2 separate regions of the Mus musculus genome follow, and region 1 is linked to region 2. A link is a contact called in public promoter capture Hi-C data. All regions are on one chromosome and are shown on one strand. Each heading gives the region's core, a stretch centred on a gene start, on an enhancer-like site or on the middle of the called end of the contact. The rest is flanking DNA. Distances are from core to core; before and after follow the strand shown. Region 1 has its middle 38 kb from the start of A730036I17Rik. Region 2 holds the start of Polr1b (polymerase (RNA) I polypeptide B).

Region 1 (6,376 bases), core at 3,806-6,305, 160 kb after region 2:
AAATAATCTATGACAGATTTGCTCCAATAGGCAAGGCCCAGGGGAAAACCATTTTAGGAAAGATTCCTGCTATTAATATGCTTTTCCTGGTATTATTAAGCATGTATAACAGCACTAGGAATTAGCCCACCCTTTTGAGCAGATCTCTGCAGAACAATGAAGATAAACTGTCTTGTAGTGATGCTATATAGACAAATAGATGACTTCTTAATTCTGAATGACGATCCTATAAGAATTCCTAAAATTATATCAGTATTTATTAAGCTCTTTTATAGTGGGGCTGCTATTAGGTCCTTTTCTGATAGTCAAAACGGCAGTGAGAACTCTGCTGGTCTTTAGTGTCACTTCTGATAGTAAGCAGGCACTCTACTCCTCAGAGCATGTTCCAAGAGGCTATAAAAGCATTAACCAAAGGTCATAAAAAGGGAACTGATGATTTATTATAGGTGTTAGGACAGAAGATAAAATATTGGCTGGGTTTATCTATACAAAACTTCACTAATAAGTTAGCTATGATTTTTAACTCTCCATGACCCTGTGGAGCTGTGACAGGTGATGAAGGTTTAGTGGGATAATTACTCCTAATGGATCTGCGTGTAAACGTTCGCTGTTGTAAGCTCCTTATTTGACTTATGATTTGAATATGTGTGAACTTGTGATGAACTTAAGAAAGTTTTTTTTTTTTTTTTTTTTTCGAGACAGGGTTTCTCTGTGTAGCCCTGGCTGTCTTGGAACTCACTTTGTAGACCAGGCTGGCCTCGAACTCAGAAATCCGCCTGCCTCTGCCTCCCAAGTGCTGGGATTAAAGGCGTGCGCCACCACCGCCCAGCTGTGATGAACTTTTAACCATGTGATCATGTATTCTATAGGTGTTGAGGACAAGGAGCAGAGCACGGATTTCCCTTGTCCCAGGTAGGATCACTGTGATCATTCCCCTTTCCCTTTTCTTAGAGAGCGTCCCTAGGAAACTTTTTTATTTATTTATTTATTTATTTATTTATTATATGTAAGTATACTGTAGCTGTCTTCAGACACTCCAGAAGAGGGAGTCAGATCGCCTTATGGATGGTTGTGAGCCACCACGTGGTTGCTGGGACTTGAACTCAGGACCTTCAGAAGATCAGTCGGGTGCTCTTACACGCTGAGCCATCTCACCAGCCCCCTAGGAAACTTTTTACAACTTAGAAATAAATGCTACATTCACTTTTCAAAGTGTTTCTTTTTCTTCCTGCGACTTCAACTAGCAGGCTGAAAGTTAGAGCCACACAGTTCCTGCTGAGATAGAATAAAGGCCACATTACTGAACCCCCCCTGCTGTTAGGCTACAGGTGTTACTTGCTTAAGCCAGCAGCTTTTAGCACTCAGAATGAGCAAGAAAGTTTTTAGGACTTTTTAGAAATTATCCTCACATTCAGTATAATTAGAGAACTACCGCATCTGGAGACCATCAGTCTTTAAGGCCACACCAGAGTTCTACTTGTTTCAACCCACTCCAGGCCATGAGGCTCTCCTCAGGGCTGGTGGACACTTCCACCCCCCCTCAGCTGTTGACTCTGTTTTGGTGTGATACTGGCTATCATCACGGGAACCTCTTTGTGTCCTTTTGAAGCCTCTTCCAAGATGCAGCTGATGTCATGTCCATCTGTCAGCGAGGGGCTGGAATCCCAGGATCCCTGATCTGTCTGTTGGTGTTCCTGAGCAAACCACAGACCTCCAGTCACCATAGACCTTACCCCATTTTCTGCTGAGGATTTTGGTCCATGCTTTCTAGGCCAACACCCAACACCCATGCCTTGGACATAAACATGCAGGCATGTGGGTATGCATGCAGGTATATGTGTGCACGCTTACGTACATGCAGGACAATATACTGTCTTCTGCAGGGCTGTCTTAAAGAAACACTTTGAAGGACTTGGAGAAATATGTGGAGAAAGATATGAGTGGCCATAGATCACAGATTCTGATTGGCTCATCCCTGTTTCCCAGGTAGCAGGCAGCCAGGCCCCTCCCTGTTCATCTCCCTCAAGGCTTACACAGACCTCTGGCTTTCTTCTATGGAACCTAGGTTGTAGGTGACACCCAGGGCTTGAAAGCCATGAAAGACAAGTTAGCAGACCCCTGGGAGGCCCAGAGCTGGGAGGTTGGGAAATCAGTACCTTGCCTTAGGCAGGCATCCCCATCTTGCTGGGTAAGATGGATGTAGTTGGGAAAGTGCTTTGGGCCAACAAACTACAGCTGTACTGACGTTTGAGTGTGTGCACAGAAGGGAGGGGCCCTGGTTTCCTTTATGGCCCCAGGGGACCCTGAGACACTCAGAGGGGAGGAACAAAGGCCTTTTTACCCCCATCACCCTGCATCTTGGGTTCTAATTTCTTGGTCTTTCAACTCCAATTTTCCTACCATCTTGTGCCCGAGGGCCCAGAATAGGGGATGATGTAGTGAAGGCGGAGGGAGGCTGGATGCCCTCCGGCCTAGCATAGCCATGACCCTAGATCCCTGTCCCTCCCAGGCCATCACAACTTACTTGCTTGCTGTCTCGAGTTTGAGGAGCCAGGGTACAGGGGTGTGTATGTGGAAAGAGCAGGAGGGCTGGCCTCTCCTGGTCCAAGCTTTGTCTGAGGAAGAGGTCTATGAATCGTCATTTCTTGTGGGAAAGCCTCCCTGGAGTCTCTGAGTGGATGGGGCCGGACCACTTACATCCTCCTGTTAAGAGACAGTAATGTATTTGAGGGGGACTTGGGGGCATGGGGTGGGTAAGCTAAGTGACTGGCAGGTCCAGGAGATCAAAGGACAGGGTGGGTGGTGACGGTGGTCCTGTTCCATGTCCTTGGGGCTCTTCACTGTGTGTAGCTCTGGAGGCTTGCCTGAGAGTTCACATGAAGGGACCCCTCCCCCACTCCCCCAATTACCATTGGTCATTTACTGTCTGGCTTGGCTGGGGGTGCTGTGGATAGAAACATCCTGGTTCCTTGGCCCAGGGATGTCTCACTAGACTCTCACTAGGTAGGCAGGCAGCAGCCAGCTCACTTCTTGGACTGTATGCCCATGTATACTTCCACATTTCTGCACCCTGCCCCACAGGTAGAGGCCCACAATTTGGAGGTCCTACTTTGCCCTGATTGTGGTAAACACACAAAAGCCCCTCTTCCTTCCCTTCCCTGCCTGCCTGCCTTCCTTCCTTCCTTCCTTCCTTCCTTCCTTCCTTCCTTCCTTCCTTCCTTCCTCCTTCCCTTCCTCCTTTCCCTCTTTCTTTCTTTCCTCTTTCTTTCAGAAGAGACAGTCCTGAGGCAGGTGGACATAGTAAGGGCAGTTGTTGATGTCCTGTGTTTCATGGATGGGAGGCTCCCTGACCCTAGATTTTACCTTACCTATGGCTGCTGCTGGCTCTACTAGCTTGCCTGTCCCTGGAGACAGGGATCTACTTTTGGGCCTGGTGACCCTTCCTCATCACTGCCACACTAGTCTTACCACATAGACCTCCCCACCCTCCCTGACCAGGGATGGCATGGTTCTCTTGGCTCAGGGCTCTCTCAGCCCCTCCAGGACTCCAGAAAGCTCCATGTGGGTAAATACACTGGTCCCCACCATCCCTGTGCTGTCAATTCCAGAGGTGCCAGCTCCAGCTACTGCCTATGCCATCAACACCCCATGGCTTCCACCCTGGGGCAGAACGGTGAGCCAGTATTCAGTCATTCTTTGTTGAGGTAGACTCATCAGACAAGGTATGTGAGTTTCTCAGAGTTTGTCTCGTGTGTGTGTGTGTGTGTGTGTGTGTGTGTGTGTGTGTGTGTGTGTGTGTAGGCATTCTTTATACTAGAGACCTCAAATTTGGGAATATTGCCAAACTTAAGAAGTAGCAGGACTGGAGGACTTGCTTGGGAGTTCCCGAGCTGTCCCAGGAGCTGAGCATCTGGGAGAAAGAGAAGGATGAGCCAGGAGGGTTGCCATGTTTCTGTCTTCTGGAAGGGAATCTCAGCTACTATGTGACATATGGAGATCTGTTTTTTCTACACAAGGAGGCAGAGATGTAAAAAGTTAAGAAGTTTGTCCAAAATCACACAGGTGATAGGGATCAAGCTGGGACTAAGGTCCCCATTTTCTAACTTGAGGTCCTCAAGTGATTCCCATAGTGGGCTTCCTCTCCCACCCTCCCCACCTGCCCTGAGAAATTAGTGTGTGGAAGGCACACTTTCTCATCCATGAGAGAGCGGAACTTGTTTGCTTTGAGCTCAAACAACCTCAGGTGTGCTGTTAGCTCTGTTGGGTCTGAGTCATTGACTCGTGACTTATGGAAGGTTGGCCACCTGACTCTCTGGCTGCCTCTGTCACACACAGCCCATGTGTATCCTCTTTGTTCTGGGTTTAGTCTTAATCTGACCTAAGGGAGTGGCTGGGGTTCAGAGTCCTCTGGTTGGGGGCTGACAGACAAAAGTGGCCAGGGACAGTGGGGAACCCAATGTTACTCACCACTGCTGTCTCCTGACCCTGTTCTCCAGAGTAGTCTAAGCATCCGGAGAAGCTACACACACACCTGGCACATCTGTACAAGAGTGTGAACTTTCCTGGGGGGAATCAGGATGAGGAGTGAGGACTGGGGCCCTGGCACACAGAAAGCAAGAGGGTTTGATTTGGACCAGACTCCCCTAGAGACCCCACTGAAGCCTCTTGGGGGGTCACCCTCACGCTAGGCTTCCCCAAAGCCTTTCCTCCCCTCCTACTGGGCACAGACACAGGCGCACACACAGCCCATGGGTGTCCCGTCCCTCCCCTCCTCCTCTGGCTCCCACTCCCCATGTGCTGTATCCCCTAATGTTCTGTGTCGCCTTCCCATATGGGTCTGAGGAAGGTTCATGGTGCTATCTTTGGAAGAGGGACATTGGAGCTGTTATGGGCTACAAGCCATCAACTCCACTAAAAAAGAGATGTTAAGTGCTATGTGGCAGGTGAGGAGGGGTAAACCAGAGAGGAGACGAGCGAGACTTCCCTAGCCTGTCTAGATCTAATTTGTCTCCATTTGTGCCCAACCATTTGATTTTCCCCAGCTTTGTCTAAGTGCCTCCTGACCTTGTCCTACAGTGCCCTCTGCTGGCTATTCTACTAAATGACAGTAACATGCTTTAGTGGAAGGATTGCCATCAATTCTGTTTCTGGGACTTGGCCTCTCTCTGGCACCTCAGTCCTCACCATGAACACTCTCCAGACATGCCATGCCTGACTGCTGGACTGGGCCTCATGCAGCTGTCATGGATGTCTGGGGTCAACGGAGAAGAAGCCTGAGAAGATGGGATTCTGGGTCAGTGACCTGATGGGTCTTGGGGAAAAAGAAAAGAAAACATTCCCTGTGGCATACTGAACAGAAAACCTGGGAGATTCCCACAGACCATTGAGGTTGAGAGTTACAGAGAAATATGGCAATCTTAGGCTCAGCTGGATCTGGGCAGAGACTTATAAAGCTTAAGGCGACTAGCATGTAGCCATCTGAGTGGTCCTTTGGCCTGGTCATGTCGGCTGGCAGGATCTCAGATTTTTACAGGTGAGGAGGTTGAAGTCTAGAGACAGGAAAACTGTCTGGAGCCAGCTCTCCAGTTTGAAAACAGGACTGGGAGGAGTCCAGGGCAGCGACTGTAGGGCTGGGCGCATGGGCCTAGTCCTCGCCTAGTCCTCTGCTGTGTTCAGCCATGGCTGCGCTGATCACTCTTTTGAGCCAGTCAGGTCACACCGAGGGAAGGCAGGAGCAGAGCCTGGGCAAAGTGGAGAGGTATACTATCTCTAAAGTTCCATACACGAGCTTGTCTAGCATGCATGAGGTCCTGGGTACTAGCCCAGCACTGAAAATAAAAACTATAGGATGTGCCCTGGTTATGAGGGACATCCTAGGATCCTATCACAGAGTGCTGAGGCAGGAGAATGGCAAGTTCTAAGCTAGCCTGGGCTACATAATGAAGATCCTGTTTCAAAGAAAATACCCCAAAGAAACAAAACAACCCATCAACCAGTCAACCAACCCCAAATACCCAAACTACTCGTATGCATCCTGTGGTTTTAAAAGAGGCAGCTTCTTTCCCGCAGGTGGATATGAGCCTCAGTCCCCAGAGGGTTTGGACACTGGCAGGACTGCCTGGCTTTTCCCCATCAAGGGGTCACCCTCAGGGAGCATGCTCAGGGGCACAGGAGGACCTGTTTTTGGATCAGACTTCTCTAGTGACCCCCATTGAAGCCTCTTGGGGGGGTCACACTCACCCTGCACCTCCCTTAGGCCTTCCCTCCTAACCCACAGACTCAGAAGCCTGTCCTCCCATGCAGGTGCACACACAGCCCATGGGTGTGCCCTCTCCATCCTTCCCCCTCTGGCTTCCAACTCCTCCTGCGCTGGGCA
Region 2 (5,850 bases), core at 2,809-5,308:
TGTTGGACTTCACCATAATTTTTTGGCTATTGGTTTCTAGGATGACCACGAAGCTGGGAAGGCAAGGATGGAAGCAGGACAAGTTAAAACATCAGGAAGCTCACCGTTTTTACTGGGATGTGACTGCTTTCTGGGTTGCTGCCAGCATAGGCTTAACATCTAGAGCACGTTCCTGGTGTTCTTAGTGGTTTTGTGGCACAGAGGATTTTCAGGGGTTCTACCTCTGCCCTTCAGAGAGAGAAGAGCATTCGTAGGGTAACAGGTGTGTTCTGCCACACCCTTCATGAACTGCAGCTTCATTATGAAGAAAAAAAAAGAGCTCCTGATGATACATGGACCCAGCCCGAGAGAAGTCCTTCAGTGTCATTGAACACTACCCCTCGGGGGCTGCCGAGTGGCTATCTGCCTGGCGGCCTGTCTGCTCAGCACTCCATCTTTGCTGTGGGCATAGCGTGTCTGTGTGTTGTTATCATTTGACTTTCTGTTGTTTGTTTGTTTTTTTGTTTGTTTGTTTTGTTTGACAGGTGTCTCTTTGTATAGTCCTGGCTTCCTGTAGCTCACTATGTAGACCAGGCTGGCCTGGAACTCACAGAAATCCACCTGTCTCTGTCTCCCAGATCCTACGACTAAGGGCATGTGCCACCGCATATAGCTCATTAGACTTCCTGGTAGGTCTGCAACACCTCTGCTTCCAGGGATTATTTTAATTTGATATGACACAGAGCTTGCCCAGTGCAAACATTTTCTCCCAGTGTTCTTGTCAAAAGTGATAGCAACAGTTATTTTACATCTCAGCTTCCTAAGGTCACAATACCTCTTAGAACAAACAAAAATGAAAAATGAAAAGCGGGCAGGCTGCTGCCCAGGATCACCTCAGAAGGCCTTGAAAGACTCCACTATATCCATGAGACCACAGGAGGTCATAGCACATAGGGCTGTGAGTACAAGCAGGGAACCCCTCTAACATCCCCGTTATCGCTGATGTTCAGGCTCTATACAATAGAAAGTGAATATCAAGGCAGAATTGTAAAAGGCCTGCACAGGTATTGAAGTCACCACCACCAAACTGGAACAGAACCCTCAGCAAAGGTGGTTATTTAAGAAAATCTTGGCTCGATCATTAGTTGAGCTTTTAGCTAATGAGGCAGAAACACATTACAAAGAACATAGGCTTCACAGTGAATATTGAGGGTGATCACCAACAACAGGTCCTAGAGAGAGCAGAGTCTCTAGTTTCCAAAATTAATTAAGATTTCCTAATTTTTGATACTAATTGTGGGGTATACCAAGAGAGAGAAGGACCTACATGGCAGATGGGTAGAGAATGGACCCTATCCCTGAAGAGGCCCGGTGTTGGACCTTCTAAGCAAACCCTTGAATTCACCGATTTCAAGTGTGTTAGAGAACTGAAGGAAGCAGAGCACGTGAGACCAGAGAGGATATCAGTCAGGAGACAGGATGGAATTCTGAATAAAAGCAAGTGGAAACACTGGAGGCGAAAAGTTGGCTTAGCACAGTGAAAAATTCACTAGAAATGATTGGGCATGTTTGACCTGGCCAAAAGGAATCGGCGAATGTGGAGTCAAGTAAGATTTTACGTCTGATGAAGAACAGAAGAATAATTTACAAAGCAGTGTTTTGTAGACCACAAAGCACACCAACATGCACATAGCAGGAACAGTTGAAGGGAGGGTAAAGGAAAATAGGAACATATTGGGAGAAACAGTGACCAAGGCACTGGAGAGAGCTCAGTGGTTAGAAGTACTTGCTGTTCAACCATGATGTCCGGAGTTCAGATCCCAGCACCCATGGTGGGTAATTAAAAAGTGTCTTTAACAACAAAGAAAAGAAAAAAGAAAAAAAAAACCAACAACAACAACAACAAAATGTCTTTAACTCCAGCTCCAAGGAATCCAACCCCTGGCCTCACACATATACATAAATAAAAAATAAGAGGTTTTCTTTAAAAATCATGACCAAAATCTACCTTGCTTTATAAAAATGAACAAATACCATTAAAATGTACCTAAGAGGCTGGAAGATAGCTCAGTTGGTAAAGTGTGTTCCTTGAAGCATGGGGACCTGTTTAATAGTCAACCTTCACTTAAAAAAATTCCAGGCCTGGTGGCACATAGCTTTAACCCTAGCACGGGGGGGGTGGGGGGGGGGCGGAGGGTAGAGCCAGGCAGCTCCCAGGGGCTCATTGGCCAGCCTAACTTCTTCAGTGGCTCTAAGCTATTGACAGTCCCTGTCTCAAAGGAAGACAGAGCCTGCCATCCCCTGGCCTCCACACATAGGATAAATACATACACGTTCCTGTTCATACCTGTAGATACAACATGAAAACACAGAAAGCATCTAAAAGCTCAACAATTCTCAGAAAGGGATTGATTCCCTTCACGTTTTTCAGAGGAAATATGCCATCAACCCTTAAACACATGAAATGATATTTGACACTATTATCCTCTAGGCCCTGGAGTCTAGGAAAATGCTAACCAGGGCTCACAAAAGATACCATTGTGCAAATAATAAGATTGCTATAATCAGAAGATAGTACCAGGTACTAGTAATGATGTTGCTAAGGGGAAATGTGAAGTTGTACAGCTCACTTTAATAGTTTCACAGGGCTTCAGAAAGGTAAACATAGGTAATATGACACAGAAACGTGGTTCTTAGCTCTGATACCTAAGGGAATTGAAAACACACACATAGAAAAATGGATATTTGTAAAAGCCAAACACTAGAAACAGCACGAATTCTGACACTATCCAACCACCTTCCTACCTCTTGCTCTTGATTGCCCAGAAGCAGGCTGGGGTGGCTTCCTTTCTTCTGGGTAGCATGGCCTGGTTACTGCTTGCCGTCCTGCTGATGTGCTTCATGCATTAAGAGTTGAGTAGACATAAGCACAGCCCACAGAATCAATTAAGCAGGGCTCAGAGGGGCTCACAGAGACTGAAGAGACAGTCCTGGAGCCTGTGTGGCTCTGAGCTAGGTCCTCGGCATTCATGTTATGGATGTATAGCTTGGTGCTCTTGGGGGACTTCTGGCAGTAGGAGCAGGGGCTGTCTTGGACTCTCTTGCCTGCTCTTGGGACCCCTTTTCTTCTATTGATTTGCTTTGTCCAGACTTGATATGAGGGATTGTGCCTAGTGTTATTGTAACCTGTTATGCCATGTTCAGTTGATATACCAGGGAGGCCTGCTCTTTTCTGAAGGGAAATAGAGGAGGAGTGGATCTGGAGGAGAAGGGGGGTGGGGAGGAAGATTGGGAGGAGTGGAGAGAGGGGAAACTGCAGTTGGAATGCAATGTATGAGAAAAACTAAACAAAAAAACAAAGACTTGAGAAAGAGGGGGCTGGGGGTGACACATGCCTTTAACCCAGCACTCAGGCAAAGACAATGGACCTCTGTGAGTTCCAGGCCAGCCTGGTCTAGGACAGCCAGGACTACATAGAGACCCTGACTCAAAAAACAAAGAAACAAAAATAAATAAATAAATATTATTTTAATAAACAGACAAGTTGAGAAGAAATGACAGGTTGGTGCCCCACACCTCCATTTTAGTTGAAGCCAAGAATCCAGAGTCTCCTGAGGTCTGCATCAGGGTGCAATAGGAAAACTCCAGAATGGGACAGAAGGGAACCTTTAAAGATACGTCTTGTATCAGGTCCTAATTAACGAATTAAGCTAATATGGGTCACAGAGGTCACACACTAAAGTGGAGCAGGATTTAGTATGGTTTGCAGGTTACAAAACAGCGAAGCCTCTTTCTCTCTCTCCACCCCCACCCCCACCCCCACCCCCACCCCGGTGTTTCAAGACAGCTCTGTGTAACTACTCTGAATGACTTGGAACTCTCTTTGTAGACCAGACTGGTCTCGAACTCACAGATACCTGACCTCCTGATTGCTGGGATTAAAGGCGTGTCTTCATGTCTGCGCGTAGTTTTAACCGGTCTAATCACGCCATGGTGTAAGTTTCCAGTCGACTCTGAGAAAAGAAAGGACCAGTGTGGGGCGGGCCGAACAAGAGGAACTACATTTCCCAGAAGGCCACGGGGTAGGGTGGCTGTGGGGTTGGTCCGGCCATTCCAGCCAGCCACGAGTAGCGTCCTAGCTCCGGTCTCCCGTCCGGGACTGGCAGAAGCATGGATGTCGACGGCCGGTGGCGGAACCTGCCCAGCGGGCCCAGCCTAAAGCATTTAACCGACCCCTCGTACGGGATTCCCCCAGAGCAGCAAAAGGCAGCTTTGCAGGACCTGACGCGGGCGCACGTGGACTCCTTCAACTACGCGGCGCTGGAGGGGCTGAGCCACGCGGTGCAGGTGAGTGCCGTGCACTGCGCTCCAGAGCTCTACCCTTGGCCTGGGGGGTCCTGGAGCGTCCCTGCGGTTGGGAGAAGTGGCCGGGGGGTGGGGGGGTGAGGGGTGCCTACAGTATGACCACAAATAGGGACGTGAACTCACCCTGCATTGCTTTGGGTAGTTCAGAGAAAAAAAGCAACTCATAAGCCTAGTGGTGTAGGGAAACTTGTATTTGTGACTCCTGGATTTATATATGAGTACGAGTCTGGTTTGGGGCGAACCATTTCTGGGTACTGTGAGATGAGAGTGAGGAAGTGATCTTTTTGGAACTGTGTTTTCCACCATTCCCAGCACTCGCGCCTTTTCACACCTGGAGTCTTACGTTCTAAAACTACCTCACAAGGTTCCAAGCTGATCAGACAGACTGCAGCAAGCACATCCTTCAGTTTGCTTCCCTTAAAGTTTTCTTTTTGGGGCGGGAGAATGGAGACGGTTCGAGATAAGGTTTCTCTGTGTAGCGTTTGCTGCCCTGGAGCTCCGTGGACCAAGGCTGGCCTCGAACTCAGAGATCTGCCTGCCTCTGCCTCCCGAGCACTGGGATTAACAGTGTGTGCCACCATCGCCCGCTTGCTTGCTTGCTTGCTTTCTTTCTTTCTTTCTTTCTTTCTTTCTTTCTTTTTTTTTTTTTTTTCTTTCGAGACAGGGTTTCTCTGTATAGCCCTGGCTGTCCTGGAACTCACTGTGTAGACCAGGCTGGCCTCGAACTCAGAAATCCGCCTGCCTCTGCCTCCCGAGTGCTGGGATTAAAGGCGTTCGCTGCCCGCTTTCTTTCTCTTTAAGAATTTGCAAGAGGAAAACTTGCCACCTGTTCTGAGTTGGTCATGTTGAGGAAGATAAAAAGTCCAGGGGAATCATTGTAACAGTGGTAGCAGAGTAAGGACGGGGAAGGTCTCTTTTTGTTGGCATCTTTAGTTTTTCCTGGCACGGCACTCTGAGAGTAAGACACCTCTCAGGTGTAATTGCTCCTCACTTTGGATGTTGGTTGTGTAACGGTAGCAGGCACCAGCAAGCAGTCAGTGCCATATTCTTTGAGAACTGCTCTAAGATGTGGCGCTTTCTGAGTCAGGAGTACAAGGGAAATGCTGCGACTAATCCAGGTGTTTAGAAAGCTCTGCATTAGATAAGGCTAAGGGAAGAAGATGGTGCCCTCCCTCAGGAGGCAGGGTAGGTTCAGGGAGAGAAATATGTAGTAGACAGTACCCTGAGCTTTCGTTACCAAACAACTGTATTGTGAGAACAAAGGATGGGGATATGTTGGAGAGCTTTGACTGCCAGACTGAGACTTGACAATATGGAAGCCATTTAGAACTCTTCGAACTGCCAGGCTTCAGTGTGAGGGAATAAAATATACAAAGCTGAGCTTTTAGATGAGAAGAGTTTCCCTATACTTGCCCCTGAAAAGCAGAGAAGGTAGATGCTTAGCTCAGCCTTTTCTGTGTCCGTAGAACCTACTGCAAATCAAATACATAGCGCACCATCCAAAAA

Evidence for each region. Promoter capture Hi-C pulls out the DNA fragments that hold promoters and counts their contacts.
Region 1: a promoter capture Hi-C map of hippocampal neurons shows a contact between it and region 2, with 3 times the contacts expected there. The contact joins the enhancer-like site here to the promoter of Polr1b in region 2. A contact is called at or near these places in 6 of 39 promoter capture datasets (the SN4741 cell line, hippocampal neurons, liver and 2 more), 6 of 15 datasets of contacts at CTCF or cohesin (the NIH/3T3 cell line, embryonic stem cells, large pre-B cells and 2 more), 41 of 484 Hi-C or Micro-C datasets (B cells, CD8 T cells, DN3 thymocytes and 22 more), 19 of 115 datasets of contacts at active chromatin or transcription factors (the SCID.adh cell line, Th17 cells, bone marrow-derived macrophages and 8 more) and 5 of 9 other capture datasets (adipose tissue, embryonic stem cells, liver and 2 more).

The regions. Positions count from the first base shown.
Region 1 is chr2:129,253,901-129,260,276 of GRCm38.p6, forward strand. No RefSeq gene overlaps it. Among named protein-coding and RNA genes, the nearest start is that of A730036I17Rik, 38 kb to the left of the region's middle. Within about 2 kb of position 5,056, at least 63 of the 459 cell types and tissues checked have an H3K27ac peak or open chromatin away from gene starts, as enhancers often do. A contact at or near this core is called in CD8 T cells, the SCID.adh cell line, bone marrow-derived macrophages and 4 more, where this site is marked.
Region 2 is chr2:129,096,938-129,102,787 of GRCm38.p6, forward strand. Polr1b (polymerase (RNA) I polypeptide B) reads left to right here and starts at 4,059. Exons shown (of 15, transcript NM_009086.2): 1 at 4,059-4,326. The coding sequence starts at 4,150. It overlaps Gm46764 (predicted gene, 46764), which reads right to left and starts at 4,006. Exons shown (of 3, transcript NR_168333.1): 1 at 3,897-4,006.